3 separate regions of the Mus musculus genome follow, and regions 1 and 3 are each linked to region 2. The links are chromatin contacts, called in public Hi-C and HiChIP or PLAC-seq maps. All regions are on one chromosome and are shown on one strand. Each heading gives the region's core, a stretch centred on a gene start, on an enhancer-like site or on the middle of the called end of the contact. The rest is flanking DNA. Distances are from core to core; before and after follow the strand shown. Region 1 overlaps Cd47 (CD47 antigen (Rh-related antigen, integrin-associated signal transducer)). Region 2 overlaps Bbx (bobby sox HMG box containing). Region 3 has its middle 9.3 kb from the start of Gm16619.

What was found. Hi-C and Micro-C count contacts between places; a contact is called where the count stands out from the background. HiChIP or PLAC-seq counts read pairs in DNA pulled down with a chosen protein or histone mark.
Region 1: a contact with region 2 is called in a BATF HiChIP or PLAC-seq map of CD8 T cells, with 5 read pairs. The contact joins two enhancer-like sites. A contact is called at or near these places in 2 of 484 Hi-C or Micro-C datasets (the C2C12 cell line and nephron progenitors) and 1 of 115 datasets of contacts at active chromatin or transcription factors (CD8 T cells).
Region 3: a Hi-C map of Th1 cells shows a contact between it and region 2, with 5 times the contacts expected there. The contact joins two enhancer-like sites. A contact is called at or near these places in 1 of 39 promoter capture datasets (cranial neural crest), 2 of 484 Hi-C or Micro-C datasets (Th1 cells and spermatogonial stem cells) and 1 of 115 datasets of contacts at active chromatin or transcription factors (CD8 T cells).

What each region holds. Positions count from the first base shown.
Region 1 is chr16:49,886,750-49,890,949 of GRCm38.p6, forward strand. The region is part of intron 3 of Cd47 (CD47 antigen (Rh-related antigen, integrin-associated signal transducer)); the gene reads left to right. Among named protein-coding and RNA genes, the nearest start is that of Cd47, 33 kb to the left of the region's middle. Within about 2 kb of position 1,547, at least 80 of the 459 cell types and tissues checked have an H3K27ac peak or open chromatin away from gene starts, as enhancers often do. A contact at or near this core is called in CD8 T cells, where this site is marked.
Region 2 is chr16:50,203,205-50,207,783 of GRCm38.p6, forward strand. All of the region lies in intron 14 of Bbx (bobby sox HMG box containing), which reads right to left. Among named protein-coding and RNA genes, the nearest start is that of Gm4827, 130 kb to the left of the region's middle. Within about 2 kb of position 2,752, at least 29 of the 459 cell types and tissues checked have an H3K27ac peak or open chromatin away from gene starts, as enhancers often do. A contact at or near this core is called in CD8 T cells and Th1 cells, where this site is marked.
Region 3 is chr16:49,788,935-49,793,462 of GRCm38.p6, forward strand. No RefSeq gene overlaps it. Among named protein-coding and RNA genes, the nearest start is that of Gm16619, 9.3 kb to the right of the region's middle. Within about 2 kb of position 2,022, at least 98 of the 459 cell types and tissues checked have an H3K27ac peak or open chromatin away from gene starts, as enhancers often do. A contact at or near this core is called in CD8 T cells and Th1 cells, where this site is marked.

The sequences.
Region 1 (4,200 bases), core at 297-2,796, 320 kb before region 2:
TTTGAGCCTATGAAACTGTTAATAATAGAGCAGAATGTTGGTCTCGAGTGATGATTTATTCTACCCGTACCAACAGGGACTGCTGGGCACTGAGCGGAAGGCTTGAGGTGTGGATGTGCCCATGCCCATTGACTTTGTGCCCAGCCTATTGACTTTGAGGCCACCACATGGCAGTCAATTATGTTAACAAAGAACGAAGACTTTTCCTTTCTGGATTTCTAGTTCATTTTTGCCGTTCATTCTGGTCTGTACTGGACCACAGGACATTTCTCTCGGTGATCTCTCTGGCTGTGCATGTGAATCTGTGACCATGCTGCAAGAAGAAGCCTACACCTTTGAGGACAGTTGGTTTACAGAAAGCTGTGTCTTGAAGCACGGCTCAGGACACTTGTAGCCTTTCCTCAGTGATGGAGTCTGACCTGAGAGCTCTAAGCTGAAATAAACCCTTTGCTCTGTAAGCTGCTTTTGGCCATGGTGTTTATCACAGCAATAGAAACCTGAAGATAGACCAATTATCTTGGATCAACTCAAGAGTTAGTCATGCTATTGGCTCCTGGCTGATTTGGGGGGTTCTTCATCTATACTGTGACAATATAAGTTCTTTCCTACATTTTGATAGCTGATAGGTGCTTTCAAGTACTGCATTGTACTGTAGCTCTTTCAGGCTTAAGGCCCAGCTCTACATAAAACACTGGCTGTCCATTCTTTGTTTTCTTTTCTTTTAACCCTTGTCCTATATTGATAGATGATCTTTAGTATGCACTCAGCAGCATGGCCATGAACCTGACTGTGAAAGCCGAGCTCTGCAAACAGTCTTGATAATAGATAGGAAAATTACCATCATACAGTGGCCTTCAAAACATGTTATCAAAAAAAGCCGCATTGGTGGTATGGTCCTGTGATCTTAGCATTACAGAACAAACACCAGAGCGACATAGTAAGAGCCTGTACAAAAATTAAAAATACAGAAAAAAAAAACAAAAAAACAAACAAACAAAAAAACCCCAAAAACCAAAAACCAAACAAACCAAACAAACAAAAAACCCAAACCTTTGAAAATATTAAAACTTCCCTACTATAGCTGTATTAGAAAACAAAAATAATACTAATGTTGAAAGTATTACATGGCAGATCAGACTGCTAAAACGTCAGTATTTTAAATGTCATGTTAAATATAGCTTGATGCTTTTTGTCTTGCTCTGTGGCTTTGGAAACAGAGCAGACATCCCCTGGTAAACTGTCAGGCTCCCTTCTTAGTTCCTATTAGCCTGCAGCTGGCAGCTTTATACTCTGTTTCAGGGTTCAGAATTCTGTGATGTGGTTTTTTTTATTTGATGTTTTTGTTGTTGGAGTTTGCTATTGTTTGTTTTTTTGTTTGTTTTGCCATTTGTTTTCCAGAGTCACATCCTCAGGGACATTCCCATTGTCACATGATCCTTAACTTCACTCGTGTTAGTGAGTTCACCATCCTCGAGCTGCCCAGGCTGCATCTGGAGTGGTGCTCCGTGGTGGCAGTGTCAGCATCCCCATAGCAGCTCTCCTGTAACTCTGCTTATGGTCTATTGCAATGTCACACGCAGTGCTCACACTTGTCATTTCCTGGCTCGTTCACCCCTCTTGCCCAGTTTCCTTTTTTGATGATACATTGAGTGCCTGTGGGCTGATCACTGGGAGACGAGGGGAGATATCATAACCAGGCGCTTGGCTGTCTGCCCAAACTTAGCATAACCATGCAGTGGCTGGTCTTCAGTAGTTGTGACATGATGACACTTCTTCTATTTATTTCATATTGTGAGTTGTGTATTAAAGACGTCTCATGGAGCATACTTCATGACTACTCTCTGGTTGCACTTTGGTAATGAAACTTCAAACTGTATTTGAAGGACTAGAGTTACACAAGTTAACCATGGGACCCATGCATGCCAGAAGAGTGTAACATGAGAGCTACTGGGATTTACTTCTGTGTATTCTAGACACCATTCATTTACTTTTTCTTCTTGTGCCCACTCAAAATTGCCCCACGAGGAATTTGGTTATCTCTTGGTGCTATTTGGGAAAATGTCACTATGATCATTGTTGGGAAATTTGAGAAAATCAATTTTCCATCATAAGAGCCTTGAGGACTCATGTAAGTCCTCAAAGCCTAGATTATTGAAAGTAACAAGACCTTTCTTTGAAAGCACTTGTAAACCAAGTGATGTTTTTAGGGGTTTTTCTTACTGAACAGGAAAAATAATTCGGGAGAAATGAGGGCAAACACTACATTGCAGTGGCGATTTCTATCCAAACCAGAGAACAAAAGTATTCTGACAAATATTATTACAGAAAGTCAGTCTGTGACCTGGTTGGTGACCCCTAATGGTAATGTGAATTTATGCTAAGTTTAATGTGAATTTTATTCAACAGTGTTAAGCTTGGCTCTTCCCTGGAGTGCTCATACGATCACTAAGCCATGTCGTTACTCACTGACTTCATTGTAGGAAGAATTGGGCCAAACTGTAGCACAGCATTCTACTCTTACATAAATAGAGTCACCAATTCCTTTACACTTTCAAAATCTGACAGCACTACTCATGAATATCCTCTGAAATTCTGAAAACTTTCATTAGACCAGAATAATTTGTCTTTGGGAGATGTCTGCTGGACATTCCCTTCTGTTGTGCTCATATATTTGCCATAAAAAAAAAAAAAGGCTGTTTTTTTTTCTAGGCCTGTGGACAAGGAATATGATCTTTTGTAGTGTTCAGCCTGATAAACTTATTTCATCAGAGAAGTTGGCTAGGATGTGGAATTTATTACAGTTATCTTACTCACTTCCAGCAAATAAACACTTTATGCATGGCAGTCCATTTTTCTCCAGCACCAGTTCCACAAGGCCTTCATCTTTGTGTGTGTGTTTAAATAATGAAATTGTACTTTGATTTTAAAAGTTATCATATGTACTTTATCAAATTATATTGAAAATAATATTGGTTTCTTCCCAACGGATGCCTAAGGATTCTAAATTACCTTGCCAGAGTTATCTGAAAGGAACAGTATAATAATTAAATCGATGGTTTGTCTCCCTTTATGATTTACTCTTAATCTGATATAAATTTTATCTCGATAGTATACCTTCTGTCTCTTCTCAATAGTCATGTGGCTAGGGACTATTTGAATGTCATGTCTTTTGAGCAAGTGTTAGATTTTTTTCTAGGTAGCCTCCAGTCTGTGTGGGCCTTTGTGGCTGCTCTGTATCTCACTTTTAGAGGATCATAAAAATTTAACATGAGAGATTTGATTTAACCCCAAATTGGCTTGGTTATTTTACTAGATTTCTTCAGCCACAACTCATGTGCCATCTTAATGTGTGCTCTGTGTCAGTGGCAGAGACCCGAAAAATCAGGTTTGTTCATAACATTAACTCCTCGTTCAGGTTGCTAGAAGAGCACACCTTTTTTTGTTCACTGGGATTGCAAAGGTTTAGTGCTCAAGGAACTAAGACTAGGCTTAGACCTATGCCTTCTGTGGATTGGTAGTCCTTAATTCTTGTTGAATAAAGCAATCTGCGACCTGTTCCTTGACTCGAACTAATAAAAGGATGTGTCACAGCATACACAGTAAAAATGTATAAATGATCCAACCTATCTTATTTGACATATGATATGAAATTATAAAGCATATATTTGAATTAGAAGAATATCTAATGTTATGGTTAATACTGTCACGTTGTGCCAGGCAAGGTGCTATACTCCTGGGATCCCAGCACTTGAGAGGCAGATGTAGGAGGGATGGAGAGTCAAGGTCAGCATGAGTTATACAGGGAGACTACATCACAAAATTGTATGATTTCCCCTGATAACTGCTTTTCATTGCTTTTCCTGTATCTGGTAGCAGTAATGTTAGAAACTTTTTTTAAAAATCTACAAATTCTGGGAGAGGAGTGGTGGCACATACTTTAATCCCAGGTTGATCTGGAAATTGAGTTCCAAGCTATCCAGGGTTGCATAGTGAGAAAACGTCTCCAGAAATAAAGCAAGGCCATCAATGCCGTTATCTTTAAAATGTATTTTAAGTGTTGATTTCAGGAGTTTTGGCTGAGGGGAAATCTTTAAAAGCACACACATTGTTGAAGTCACATGGCTTATTCTGCTGCATTACAAAATTATACTAGAAAGTTTGGTAAAAACCTTCCGTTAAGAAAACATTAAATTAAGATGG
Region 2 (4,579 bases), core at 1,502-4,001:
CTTATCAGATAAGGATAAGATAAACATTGGTAGGGTCAGCATGCAAATGGGACTCTGAATTCTTGGACAGAGTGAACACACTTAATGAGATAATTGAATGAAGCACAGTTCATGGAGAGACTGGGTTTTGGCACTGTAATTACAAAACCAATAAATCATTTAATAACACAGGACTGAATTCTCAGTGACTACCATCAAGGGTATGGAAGGTACAGGCCATTAAAAGTCTTCTTCCTTGGTTTTGATTACATGGGAACACTTGTCCCACACACTAACTTCCTTATGTATTCCTCCTTCCACTCCCTTATTTTGAAATTAAAAAAAAAGAAAGAAACATGTAATTACAGTATAGTAATCATTAAAAAAAGTAAATATCCTATGGGACTAGAGAGGCGGCTCAGCACTAAGCCGAGTGGCTGCTCTTCCTGAGGACCTGGGTTTGATTCCCAGCGCCCATGTGGCAAATAATAACCCTCTGGAACTCCAGTCCCAGGGAATTCAATACTGTCCTTGGGCCTCGGAGAACACTAGCACACATGTAATATGCAGACATACTTGAACATAAAATACTTACACAAGGAGGCAAAACATCCATACATCTAAAATAAATAGATTTATAAAAGTAAAAGCAATCAAGTTTCATGATTGGTGCTTTTTTTCTTTTTTCTTTTTTTTTTTATGCCAGTGACTGAGCTAAGGTTTTGGACAGGAAAAACGTTAGTAGTCATTCAATCTCCTAATAGTAGGCACAGAAATCATTTTTGACAAAGAAAAGGGAAGACTAGGTCAGGAAATGACTTGGGAGGCAGAGGCCAAAGGATGTTTAAAGTTGAGGTCAACCTGCTCTACAGAGTGAGTTTTAGAACAACCAGTGAATCTTTGTCTTGAAAAACCAACCAACCAACCAACCAACTAAACAAAAACAAAAATATATGTACAGTATAAAAAAAAAGAGCAAGAGAAAAATCTAGTAAGAACAGCTCTAAGTGTGTGAAACTCACTGCTGGTATAAATACTCCTCTAAGTCTAATTGAAAATTTTAATCTAGCTCTATAGTGATTTTAGATATAGCCTTGACAAAAGAGGACTACAAATTAGAGATTTTTTTTTTTTGCCCTGGAAATCATAGATATCTGAAATGAAGAGGTTGATTCATACTCCAAACACATAGGAAAATTACTACAATTCCACCAAAATAGAGTATGGACTTCTTTTTGGCCGTGTATCAGTATCTCAGTACTGCAACACAAATGGCTGTGTGGGGACAGGCTTAAGGCAGCAATTACTGGTTTCACAGCACTGCCTCAAAACACCCGGTAAGCATGCCTCTAAGCACTATCGAAAGTATGGACTCCACAATCAGAGAAAAGGCCTTCTTATAATTTAGACCTAGTCCCAGGTTCAAGAGCAGAATAGCTTTCATCATAGGTACTCAGGCTTAGACTACTGGTTCTTTGCTTCTTAGCTTAGCATGGGCCAATGGAAATATATATGTAAGCTCTTTAAATATAAAAGCTTTAATAAAAAAATTTGCTACAATTTAGTTAGGAATAATTCAAGTAAGTTTAATGACTAGATAGCCTTAAAACTCAAAGCTTCAGACAAGGTGAAAGAAGCCCAACCTGGATTTGCAATGAACATCAAATAATGTCTGTTGCACTTTCATAAGCCTCAGCTTTGCTTATCCCTCCTGTCACTCTGGAGGGATTTCTGCTCAACTCCCCAGTGCCACTGCTACTTCACAGGTGGGGATCCCCAAAACATACTCATTTCCCTTTGCTAAAAAAAATCTAAAACGTGTGGTAAGAAGTGCAAAGCACAGGGTCCAACGGTGAAAAGAAAATTGTGTTAGGAAAAGAAAAGGCCAAGTGGTTTGTGAAACATCATCTGACTTCCTGAGATAACAAGATTTCAGAGAATCCAGCCACAGACACAAGGACTCATCTCCTCTTGAACTGCAGTTTACTAACTGTGGGACCATGTGTTTCTACATACAGATGTGAACTGGGCTGGGTTAACTCTAAAGAAGACACTCAGACCTAAAAGGGTAGTTTCGCCACATAGCCTACACTAACAGTTTTATAGAAAATAATGGTGTTGAGAAGAAGAAGCATCTTTGTCAGTCCAGGGTCCCAATTAGGAGGGACACTTGTGGATTAGCATTGTTTTAACTTATTGATTTTCACTGGTGAGCCCTGAGGTAACAGCATTCTACTAAGTATTGCTCTTTTGAAAGTCTCTTCAGATGACCCTGATAAAGACACATTAGAGACCAAAGGCATGGCTGCTAAAGGCCAGGTACAGGAGGAGAATTCAGGTCCACATGCAGACAGGAGTAACAGTCAAGTTCTAGATGTCAGCTTATTAGGAGAAAGCAAAGAAGTAACAAGTTACAGACTAGGTGCAAGGCAATGTATAATATAGTCCCATGGGAACTCTGTGTCAGCGCCCCCGAATGAACTTACACAGCTAAATCTATTATTGTTATTATCATTTCACCTAAACCTAGTATCAGATCTAGAAGAAATCATAGACCCTGCAGATTATTCATACCTGACAAAGGTATGGAATAAGAGCTAAGACCGTGTTAGAGAGGTAATGAATGGAGAGCTAAAGGTCTCACTTGCCCCACACTTTGCCTTGATATTAAATCCAGAAAACACAGCTATGCACAGAGGCCTATGTACAGGGTCACCCCCTCAGGGACAATCTACTAAGATGGAAGACCTGAGGACAGTAAGGGTGAGTCAAATACATAGTCCTCTGTGACAAAACAGTACTCAGCCACACCAACCAAAGCAAAGTAAGTGAGAGGCAGGGCATGTGGGGCACAAACTCAAACAGCTCGGGAGGAAATCAAGCCTTTCTTCCCCCACTCAAACAAGCGGATGTGTGAGGAAAGAAAGACTTTGCCATCCAAAGCACATTAGTCACTTCTCTTTAGACTTTTAATTGAACACACAAAATTCCTCAGGCACTGGAACAAGTCCACAGGGCTGGCTTTCACACTCGACAATAACCATAGCACACGTGAAGTGCATCATCTGAGGGTGATAATGCCAGCTTACTCCTGGAGCCACATTAAGACGGTGGCAGAAAGAGACGGCTTTGTTTTCCAAAGTGCTCCCCAAATGTGGAAGAGTATTCTTTGGGAAAACAGCACTGTACTTGGACTGCACCCCACGAGGCTACTAGAATCGGGAATTTACATTCCAACTGGGAAATTCAGTTGCATTGAAATCATTATGGCTGTATTTGAAATCTCATTGCCTTTGGTTGGTCTCCCGTGAACTAAAACAAGTCAGATGCTGAATGAAAAGAGAAAGGAATGAAGGAGCCAGATTTATGATTCTGGGAGACTTTGCTGGAGTTATAGAGCTACAGTTCCAAACATGGGAAACAGATCCAGTTAGGGCTGTATGGATCACATTTAAAGATCTCCCTGTACAAACAGGCTGCCTGCCATTAATTCCTGGAACTATATTACAAATTGCAAAGAAACTACTCTGATGGAGATTTTGAACATATCCCTGGCTAGCTTGGCACTTATTAGATAGACCAGGCTTCCCTAAAGTTCAAGGCAACCCCCTCCCACCTTAGTCTCCAGGATGCTAGGATTACAGCAAACCCAATGAGGGCTAAAAGTTGACAGATCTGCTTGGAAAAATGAAACAGTAATGTCCAAAGTGCTTAAGTAGAAAGAATTCTGTTTTTTTCTGTCTTTATCGTTTAATTGACCTACATTTTTTTTTTAAATCAGGTGTTTGGGGCTAATAACTGTCCTTAATTCAATGGGGTCACAATCAAAATTTTAAAACCTCACAAAAAGAAAAGCCCTCTAAGTGTCATTAAGTACTAACTATCATCATACCACCATTGTGGAGTTAAAAATCTTTAGTCACCACATTCCATGGAAAGACAAACTGACTACGGTAGGTCTTCTCAGTTGACAAGAAAAATCTTGCCGATTCTAGGCGGTGGACACGTTCCCCTTCTTTCTGACACATTCTAAAAGTACCTTGTACTGTGGTTTCATCCTGTCTTTCTATATTTACGCCCCGCAAAGCAAAGTTTCACAAAGTTTAACAGACAGTGATGTGGCCATAGGTATAAGAAAGGATGAGACAGGGCCCGGGTAGTACAGTATTACCACCTGAATAACTGAGTACTGGGAATGGCATCAGAGTCAATAACTAGCGAGTCACTGGAAACGACGAGTGATTTTCTGATGCTCAAATTGAGTTCCATCTTTCTGGCTATGTATGAATTTATGTTCTCTTGTAAGTAAAGGATTCACACTTTTCAGAGCTGGGTCTTCAAAGTTTTGCTCAATATATGTCAACAATATTTAAGTAATTAAGTCTCATCAATAACAACTCCATTTCTACTAACATCTGGGGACTGCATGGCAGATTCAAAACTGGGTGCCTTGCCTACCTCCACCCAAGGCAGAACAGTAAAGCTGCTGGCATGCTGCTTCCAGCATCCCAGACCCCATTAGACACCAGAGAAAAAGCTTCGTGTGTTAGGAGAGACATGGAACTTAAAGTTCATGTATTACCATGTAGGTCATCCCGAA
Region 3 (4,528 bases), core at 772-3,271, 420 kb before region 2:
ATTTCTAGAGATTGGCTAATTCATCTTCTCTATGAAGCTGATGCAGTTTGCTGTAAATGTGTTTTGCTCTGCAGACAATAGTGCAGTGATGGAATGGTTACTCAGAGAGTCTGTGAATAAATGAATAAATCACACACCTGTTAAATCATGTGCTGTGCAGAATGAAGGGGTTGTGATCAGTTTTTTAAAGAGTAGAATGTTTTTACTTTCTATTTGCCACTCCCAAAGACTTTCTCAGAGCAATGCCTTGTATATCTCCTTTTTAAGTGAACCTCTAAGGACTTGATAGCTTTTACATATATGTAGTCTTCTTTCTTGTTGATCTGTTGTTGTTGTTGTTGTTATTATTATTATTATTATTATTATTAAATAACATCATGCTATGTAGTTATGTAGCCTGGCAATCCTAGTACATGGTATGTAGCCAAAAGTAGGCTCAAACTTGTGGTAATCCTCCTGTCTCAGCTTTCCAAGTGCTAGGATAATATGCATGTGCCAATGTGCCTGACTCATGCATGGGGATTCTAAATTACTGGTTCATCAATTAGTCCCATCAACGTTAAGGGTTGTAAGTAAGAATACTAATCAGTCGTCTCATCCTCTTCTGGGTCTCAGAGTAAGTCAAAGATGGAGACAAAGAAGCGAAATGATCTGAAGTGGTTCCTAAAGCAGGCTGCTAGTGGCCCACAGATAGCCATGAAGTATGTCAGGGTAGAGGAACAGGCCAAATCCTTGGGACCTAGAGTCCAGTTCAAGAATGCTGACAATGGATGGATGACCTATCCAGACCAGAAATGTAGGCATTCTGTCTACAGCCCAGACCAGTGTAAGAAATGCAGCATGAAGCTGCTTGGTATGGAAATCTTTGCATGCTTAGCTTTTGGCTTCTCATGCATATCTTATAGTTTTAACGCCAATGCTCTCAGGCAAGCAGAGACGTGTGCACCATAATGAAAACATTGTGTCATTATGATCCAAGGCAAACAATAAATACACCATTGAATGCTGGGTATGAGACTTACCAGTAGAGTTTCTGCCTAGCATGTATCAAGGCCTGGGTTCCACTCCCTGGCACCACAAAAATAATTTGTTTTTTACCTACTTTGTTTCTGTTATCTCCCAAGATATAAAAGAAAAAAAGGGGTACAGGCTCTGAAACCAGACTGTGTAACTTAAAATTCATGCTCTGTATTCTAGTAATTTTTCACTGTCAGATCGATTAACCTGAATTTGTTTACTAATTCTAATGACACGGACATGAAATTACTAGAGTGTAAAAGTCTTAGGGGAAATTAAGTGATTGGTGTATCTGTGTGTGTGTGTGTGTATGTGTGTGTGTGTGTGTGTGTGTGTGTGTGTATTAGGGTTTCTATTGTGTTAAAATGCTGGGCCAGGCATGGTGGCGCACACCTTTAATCCCAGCACTTGGGAGGCAGAGGCAGGCAAATTTCTGAGTTTGAGGCCAGCCTGGTCTACAGAGTGAGTTCCAGGACAGCCAGAGCTACACAGAGAAACCCTGTCTCGAAAAACCAAAAAAATAAAACATAAAAAATAAAATAAAATAAAAAATGTTATGAACATAAATCACTTTGGAAGAAAAGAGTTTATTTCCTTTTTATTATTTTTTAAAATTTATACATTTATTTATTTATTTACTTCCTCTTCATAGTCCATCATCAAGGGAAGTCGGGGCAGGAACTCAGGCAGGGCAGGAACCCAAAGGTGAGCGCACTGGTGAAGAAGCCATGAAGGAGTGCTATTTACTGGCTTGTCCCTCATGGCTTGCTCATCCTGATCCCTTCCATCCCCATAGCAAGATCACTGGTCCATGAGTTGAACACACACAATAGGTTGGACCCTCTGCCATCAATCACTAAATAAGAAAACTCCCTCCAGCCTTGTTTACCGAGATGGAGCTTATGGAACAATTTTTCTCAATTGAGGCTCCCTTCTTTCAGATGACTCTCGCTGTGTCAAGCTGACATGAAAGCAGGCTGCACAGTGTATGTGTGAAGCATGTACTGAAAGAGAGTTACCGTTAAGAGGTTTTGACTGGTTTTATGCACTATGTTATTTGTAGTATACCACTTCCGTAGATAGTTATCAACTGAAGCACTGGAAAAGCCAAGAGAGAAGCCAAAGAGAGAAAAAGATAGAGGAAGTGATAAAAAGGAAGAAAAAAACAAGGGTGGGGACAGAAAGTGACTGAAGGGAATTTACTTAGCAACACAGACCTTAGCTACACTTACACTGCTGACCTCTGTTACGGAGAGACGCTCTGCACAAACTGCAAACCTCACTAGGAATTCCCCAGGACTCCTTGGGAGTGGTCAACAGCATCCTCTTTGGTAGAGGACAGGTTTCCTTTCCTTCTTGTGTTAACCCACAAGCCTACCCTCCATGCTCTGGAAGGCTGAGTTTTTATCCACTCGTATTCTAATCTACTTCCTCCAAGTTCACCTAACTCTCTGAGCCCTACCACTGTCCTTACAGTGGGATAGTACCTATAGTACACTGAGCCAAAACTCCTATATTTTGTATTCCTAAGGTACCACTGAAATGCTTTTCTCTGGCTTTTCCTTCTTGAAGACTTGGGCGATGGTTGTGGCCATGGGGATATTTTATTTTTGTTTCTGTTTTATGCACCATTTTTGGTAAAAAGTATTATTTCAACTTATAAAGCACAGACCCTGTCACTGGATAAAACAGAGACGCCAGAGCGCTTGAGGAATATTTTCTGTGTATTGAAAGTGCTTATGTCCAGAACAGATCAAGGTTATGTTCCTTAATCATCTACCTCTGATGCTGAGAGAACTTCAGACACACTTAAGGGATTCTTGGAATCTCTTATTTTCGAGCAGTAATTTCAGAAGTCCATCAGCAAGACTTTTGAGGCTTCTAAAATAACTAAGTAGGAGACATCAGGAAACGCCATCTGGCCTTTAATTGCTATCTGGCTTTCTCCTAACCCATCATATTCCTATAGTTCCTGAGATCTTTAACATTGTTCTCATGTTTTTCAAAAGTATTTACTAAGATCCTTTCAGCAATCGATCAAAGAGCTAACCATCGTGAATTAGTGTATAATGGTATGTGTACATTAATACACATGAGGCTGCACACAGGGCTCACCACTGAACTAGAAGAGGGGACAGTTTCCCAAGTGATCTCATTGACGGGTGGCAAGTGCCTGACAGGATACACTCACCGGCCAGCTTTGGTGGCAGCCTCTAACCCAGGAGATGGGGTGGGGTGGGGTGGGGGGGGTTGTGAATCTTCCTAGAGGAACAAATATTTTCCATCAATCTCATCTTGGGTTTATTTATCTTTTAAAAAATAAATACCATTTTCAAGAAATGCTATTAGAAGACAGGAACTCTAGAAATATTAGCACACATTAATGTCCATAAGTCAAGGTCCTGAGTTAAGTAAATATTAGAATCATTACTTTCTAGATGGCACCAAGAGAAAGAGAGAAATCATACCGGGGGCTCTGTTTAAAGAGCAGGGAGCTATTTCTGTGGGGTAGGTTTATCAGGAGAGGTGACGTGCCTGGTGGTGCAGACAGGTCAAAGCACAGAAACAACACACAGGGCACAACCTACATTACAGTTTTGCCTAAAGCCTGAGCTAATCTTGAGCTCTGCTTTACCCTCCCACTCAGCAGGGAAAATGCCCAGCTGGGCTTCCAGAGTGGAAGTGAAGTGTAAGGAGGAAGTGGCTTTTAAAACTCTGACGAAGTGTCTACAGTTGTTGTGTGCCAAAACGAGTTTGCCTGGAAATTTTCCCATTCTGACGTCCTTCGGGTTGTCTCTTGGACCCTTCCGTATCGTAGCTCTTGTGTGACTGAAACCTCTGCATAAAAGTTCGTTATCCTATGCTTGGCAGGAGCATGTGCCAGCACCCGTGTGTCCTCCTTCCCACAATGCTTCACAAGAACCAGTAAACGAGTCCTCTATTTATGATCTACAAGCTTTCAACTAAAAACCACCACAGTGTAATTATATAGGCACTTGGAGATGTAATACACGACCTGTAACCCCAACCTTAGCCTGTGCCCCCTTCTTTTTTGATCCAATTTGAAACTTTTGTGAAGTGATTGACTGCAAAGGTGCCCTCTATTAAGCAAGTTCTAGAAGGTGTTTTCTGCAAAATGAAATGTGTTCCCATTTAAGCTATCCCTAATAGGAATTTTGCTTCTACTCACCCTCCTGCTGTGAGTGAGGCTACACGCCTATGAGTCAGGACCCTCTCTCTCCCACCTTCCAGGAAATCCAACTTAGAGTTGGCAGTTCTGCTCTACACAACAAAGACCTGTATTATTGCGTCTCAGTGTGAAACTGTGGAAAGATTTCAATATCACCTCACAGTTTGGACAGCATTCACTTTAACCCACCAATAAACCTGTGAAGACAGAAGACTGGTTACATATGTCATTCTGTTTACCAACTTTACTCTATGGATTAATGTCTTTAAAATTGAATCCATTGTCTTTAAATAAAACTGAATCCATCAGTGAAAAAGAAAC